Regions from separate parts of the Mus musculus genome. Here region 1 is linked to region 2. Evidence: chromatin contacts called from public HiChIP or PLAC-seq data. All regions are on one chromosome and are shown on one strand. The core of a region is the stretch at or near the end of the contact, and the rest is flanking DNA. Distances in the headings are between cores, read along the strand shown.

Region 1 (3,002 bases), core at 26-2,525, 91 kb before region 2:
CAAACACTCATACATATAAAATGAAGTGAATCTAAAAGTGTTTAAAGTTTATGAAAACTATAACACATACAAGAATGTGGTCTCAAAACCTAACTAGAACACAACCAGATAACATTGCCTTCCTGCCATTGATTCTCTTAGGACAGAGGTTCTGACATTCTCTAAACTCTACTGATTGCATCGTCCAGATGCTAGAAGACGTTGTAAAGATCTTCCCTCTTCACTCACCTCTGTTTTTACCTGGGCAGCTGAACCACATAAACCAATTGTAAAACTAATAATTTATATCTTGTCACAAAGAATTCATGACTCTGTTCATTTTCCTGTGACATATTTTAATTTCACCTTGTGCCCTTTTTTTGTAGGGTACCACAATCTTGCCTCCCTGACTGAAGGGCTTGCTTTTAATTTTTTTCACCATAAACCATTCTTTTCATACCATTTCACCTTGCAACCATATTAAATAAACATGAATTCCACAAAGGCTCACAGCTTTTGACTATAAATGGATTGAAACAAACTAATCTAAGCAGGATCTACCAGTATACGTGAAAAGCATTTTCCTCAAATGTTAACTTTATAAAAAAAGAATCAAACTCTTACTTAATAGATTATACATGTAAATTCGTTATTTATTCTGAAAATTTTTATTTTGTTATTATAATTGAAAGACTGTGTTCAATATAGGATTATTAGTATATACCATTACATATACTTACACAAAAAAAACCTGACTTAATATTTTTTGACTTAATATGTTTTGCTTGACAAGTTGCCTTCATCTTCAAAAGATGAAAAGAAATACTATGCTATTTTGGTGCTTCCAGGGGTTTTTGTTAAGTATAAGCTCCCTAAAGGTTGCAGAAGCCTGAAGACTTTGAGTGCCTTAGTCAATTTCACAAAGTTAGCGAATGAGAAAGCCACAATCAGAACTGTGTCCTTTTCCAGGGTTGCTTTGCAGACTGTAGTTCAAAGAGTATTCCTACTGTGATAGGAACACTGAGTAACTTGGAGAAATGTACTCATTATAATGTTTATTTTCTGCTTTTAGATTTAAGTCTTATAGCTCCGTGGTTCGTGTATTTAAAACTTTAATCTAAAATTACTGTCATGTAGATAACAATGACTAGCATCAACTCATGATGCACATAAATTCTAGATTCAGAGGGTCTAAATCTGCACTGTCTTGCCTAAGTAGTCACTTAGTCTTCCCTTTCAAGTGGTGTTTTAAAGTAAAACAAAACAGTTTCAGCAATTGAATCAAGATACACACAGAGAGAGAGAGAGAGAGAGAGAGAGAGAGAGGATGTTTGTGAATGGAGAAAAGAGCCTGTCTTGCAGATGACCTAAATTCCATCCCCAGCACCCACATCAAGCAACTCACAACTGCCTTTAACTCTAGGTCCAGGAGATCAGATCGCTTTGCTCCTCACCCATGGATACCTGCATTCAGAGGCTCATATCCACACACAGATATACACATAATTAAAAATAAAATAAAATTGCTTTTTAATCTGCAGGAGGGAGGTTGACACATGGAATAACAAAAATATTACTGAGAAGCTCACAATAGTTTTTGCTTTTCCACTCATTAGCTAGGAATGTCTTGTGCAGGCTCCACGACCATACCATCAGAACTCTGTTTTATTCCTCATGGCCAGGCTACTGATGTAATGAACTGTGATGAGCACAGTGGAAAACTCTGTGACTTTATATACCTGCAGAATCTGAGCATGGAGAAGACATCAGTCAGTATACTTACAGGCTTTCATTTCATTCCTTTCCTAGCCTCTAGAACTTTCACCTCTCCTCACTCCTTGAACTCCCATCCACCATTTAACTATTTATATTTAATATAAAGAGAATATTTTCTGAGAAAATCATTGTGTCACAGGAGGATTTTTTGTTTTCTTTTTTTTTATTAGATATTTTCTATATTTACATTTTAAATGTTATTCCCTTTCCTGGTTTCCCCTCCAAAAACCCCCTATTCCCTCCCCCCTTCCCCTGGTCACCAACTCCCACACCCCCACTTCCTATTCCTAGCATTTCCCTACAATGGGGAATAGAGCCTTCACAGGATGAAAGGCCTCTCCTCCCATTGATGACTGACAGGGCCATCATCTGCTACATATGGATCCCTTCACGTGTACTCTTTGGTTGGTAGTTTAGTCCCTGGGAGCTCTGAGGATACTGGTTCATAATTGTTGTTCCTCCTGTGGGGCTGCAAACCCCTTCACACTTGATCACATATCTTTGATCACTACCATTCTTTTTTTCATTTTGAAATTACAAAAAGCAAAAAGCAACCAAAAGTTTGGGATGGTTGGGAGGACATGCATGTGCTATTTTGACTATAATTCAAAGTGAATAGGGATTTCAAGGTAGAGAGATTTATCTTGAACTACGTTTGAGAAACTAAGATATGGTATTGACATTATACTTTTATCAACATTCATATGCCAGGTTGAAAGGAACTTCTTCATTTCCTTTCATAAAGGAGACGGCACCAAAGCCTAGTGTCCAGGTTAGATTAACAGGGCACATAGTTGAAAAGAGAGAAAGGACTCTCTTAAGTTGTCCTTTGATCTGAACATGTGTGCTGTGGCACACGCACACACATACATACACACACAATGTACAAACACACACACAGCATGAAACAGATAAGATTTCTTAATAGACAGAGATTCAAAATGCTTAAGGAAATAAAAGAACACACAGCAGTCATAAAATAGGCATAAATTGTCAAGAAATAAGACGTAGTTTTTTTGTTTAGTGTTTTGGTTTGTCTGGTTGGTTGGTTGGTTGGTTGGCTGGTAGGTTGTTTGGCTCGTTGTTTAAGAAATTAGCAAAGACTAAAATTTCAATGCCAATTTCTATGAGTTAATGAATTTATAGTGCATAATTACTGGAAGTTGTTCCCTGAAACGTTGCTGGGGAAATGTAGACATACAGGAAAAGAAAAGACTGCTTTCTAATGTTTGATTTGTAAAACAAGC
Region 2 (2,722 bases), core at 222-2,721:
GGGATGACTACATGGGACTATATAACATATCACAGGCTTCATCCCTGAAGAAAACTGATAATCCCTTCTTCAGCAGTTATCAGCTTCTTGTAGATCTTCCTCTAGTGGTGGGTCTTGTGAAATCTGCCCCATCCATGTTGGCATGTTAACTGGTGTGGTTAATATGCAGATATTGTATAAGCAACTATGTAGTTGGGACTTCATGAATTTCATGGCAAACCTGTTGTGTCTAGAAGTGACAGTCTTGCATTGGGCATCTGGATCCTCTGAACCTTTCAGTTCTTCTTCCCTCTCTTCCACAGTGCTCCGCAAGCCTTAGGCAGAAAATATATATTCTAGGTGGTCAAACTGAGGCCAAGAGGCTCATAGTCACTTATTCTCTGCAGTGGTGAACAGCCATGAACTTTTCTAAGTTTTCATATCTTGCAAAATGAAGCTTCTTTGGTGATATGTGAAAAGTAAATCTATCTATGAGTATATGGATAGTGTACAGTAAGAAGTTATATTGGTTTAGGGAAATAGCAGTAATAGGTTGCTCTCTATGGCAGTGGTTCTCAACCTATTGTGGCTCCTTTGGCAAACTTCTATTTCCAAAAATTTTTACACTATAACTGACAACTAGCAAAGTTACAGTTATGAAGAAGCAACAAAAATAATTTTATAGTTTGGGTCACCATAATATGAGGAACTATATTAAAGGATAGCATCTCCAGCCATGGGTATACATAAATTCCCTTCTACTGAATGGGCTTTAATTCCAACTAAACAGCTATTGCTTATCCTTAAAATAAAAGTGCAATTGGCTGGGCATGGTGGCACATGCCTTCAATCCCAGTACTCTGGGGGCAGAAGCAGGAAGATCTTTGTGAGTTCAAGGACAATCTAGTCTACATAGAAATTTCCAGGACAGCCAGGACTACATAGAGACAGATTAGGTACTGTATAAAACCCTGCTGAGAGAGGGAAAGGGAGAGGGAGAGGGAGAGGGGGAGGGGGAGGGGGGAGGGGAGGGGGGAGGGGGAGAGAGAGAGAAAGAAAGAAAGAAAGAAAGAAAGAAAGAAAGAAAGAAAGAAAGAAAGAAAGAAAGAAAGAAAGAAAGAGGGAGAGAAAGAAAGAGGGGGAGAAAGAAAGGAAGGAAGGAAGGAAGGAAGGAAGGAAGGAAGGAAGGAAGGAAGGAAGGAAGGAAGGAAGGGAATGGGAACAGAATGAGAAGGGAGGGGAAGGGAAGGAAAGGGAAGGAAAAGAAGGAAGGAAGAAAGAAAATGTGGCTATGATAAATAATCACTATTGTACCACTGGGACATCTTACCTTGCCAGATGGTCATTATTGTCATTGTTAGGGGTGAATAAGTTTACAACCAGGTAGGATTGTTGAATGTCTCTCTCCTGTGGCAGCCTGCACAACACCTCCTGATACTGTAAAAGAATTATCTCAGGGAGAATGGCTCCATGTCAGCTTCATCTCAATTGCTCTAAGTGTTGTGTCTGAAATGTATTGTGTCTTCAGTAATATGGGAAGCAACCGAGGGCAATGGCAATATCCTATGTTGTTTTGGGTGATGCCTTGGATCCCCCTGATCAACAGCACTGGGGGTTTTGTTAGTCTGTGGCTTTGTGGGGGACCATTATCCCCTCATGCAGCAGAACTCCACTAACTCTATATTAATTCTGGGTGTGTTTATAAAAGTAAGTTTATAAGACAATGTTTTTTCCTATAGCTTTTTCAAATACTCTTGGTGTATTTATCTGTCCTTTCTCCTTCTACCCTCCTGGGGTAAGTGCTTTTCCTTATTCATTCCATTCTCCCTTTCTACTTTCCTGACTTCTGCAATTATTCTAGGTTATGTACTTAAATCTAAGAGTTGAGACTCAGTATCACAGAGAGAAGAGAGCATATGGCATTTGACATTTATCTTCCTGGGTCTGGGTTACATCATTCAGTAAAATATTTTCCAGTTCCAGCCACACAATGGAGCTATTTTTAAGTTGAGCCTGCTAAATACTAAAGTGCTATATATACAAGATAAAGATAAAATTCACAGTTTCTTTCAGACTATTGGAGTATGTTTATAGAGGTGATAAGGTTATTGACAGTTCACACCCTATTTTACATTTGTTCTAATCTGTTCCGTAAGAAGAGAGTTCCAATATGAACCAGCAGGACAACCTAAGTGGGGCACATCAATACCACTGATCCAGAGTACATGAACTATGGTTAGTGGCCAGCACTCTGTGTGTGTGTGTGTGTGTGTGTGTGTGTGTGTGTGTGTGTGTGTACACATTCACACATATCAGATAATCAATCAACAAATCATATTCTAGGAGAGAAAACTGACCTCATCAAAACAAAAATAAAGCAATAGATCAAGACTTAAATTCCAGAAGAGAGAATTTTAAATAACGGAAGTTACTGAATGACTCATTCTGGCCCACAGAACAGTAAAAAGAACGTACAATTGATTGAACAACAGCCATGAGCTATGTAACAGTCTGAGTCTTGGGGCCATGGATACAAACCAAAGAAGATCCTTGTGATGAATATCATTAGCCAATTCCCAGCACTCGGGAGGCAGAGGCAGGGAGATTTCTGAGTTCGAGGCCAACCTGGTCTACAAAGTGAGTTCGAGGACAGCCAGGGCTATACAGGGAAACCCTGTCTCGAAAAACCAAAAAAAAAAAAAAAAAAAAAAAAAAAAAAAAAAAAAAAAAAAGAATGAATGAA

The links. HiChIP or PLAC-seq counts read pairs in DNA pulled down with a chosen protein or histone mark.
Region 1: a contact with region 2 is called in an H3K4me3 HiChIP or PLAC-seq map of the SCID.adh cell line, with 5 times the contacts expected there. The contact joins two enhancer-like sites. A contact is called at or near these places in 6 of 39 promoter capture datasets (the HPC-7 cell line, HPC-7-derived erythroid cells, embryonic stem cells and 2 more), 1 of 15 datasets of contacts at CTCF or cohesin (the G1E-ER4 cell line), 2 of 484 Hi-C or Micro-C datasets (bone marrow-derived DN2 thymocytes and pre-megakaryocyte-erythroid progenitors), 2 of 115 datasets of contacts at active chromatin or transcription factors (the SCID.adh cell line and T-cell acute lymphoblastic leukemia) and 3 of 9 other capture datasets (adipose tissue, liver and macrophages).

Annotation. Positions count from the first base shown.
Region 1 is chr3:20,326,829-20,329,830 of GRCm38.p6, reverse strand. All of the region lies in intron 1 of Agtr1b (angiotensin II receptor, type 1b), which reads left to right. Among named protein-coding and RNA genes, the nearest start is that of Agtr1b, 39 kb to the left of the region's middle. Within about 2 kb of position 1,275, at least 1 of the 459 cell types and tissues checked has an H3K27ac peak or open chromatin away from gene starts, as enhancers often do. A contact at or near this core is called in the SCID.adh cell line, where this site is marked.
Region 2 is chr3:20,236,565-20,239,286 of GRCm38.p6, reverse strand. The region is part of intron 3 of Cpa3 (carboxypeptidase A3, mast cell); the gene reads left to right. Among named protein-coding and RNA genes, the nearest start is that of Cpa3, 4.3 kb to the left of the region's middle. Within about 2 kb of position 1,471, at least 4 of the 459 cell types and tissues checked have an H3K27ac peak or open chromatin away from gene starts, as enhancers often do. A contact at or near this core is called in the SCID.adh cell line, where this site is marked.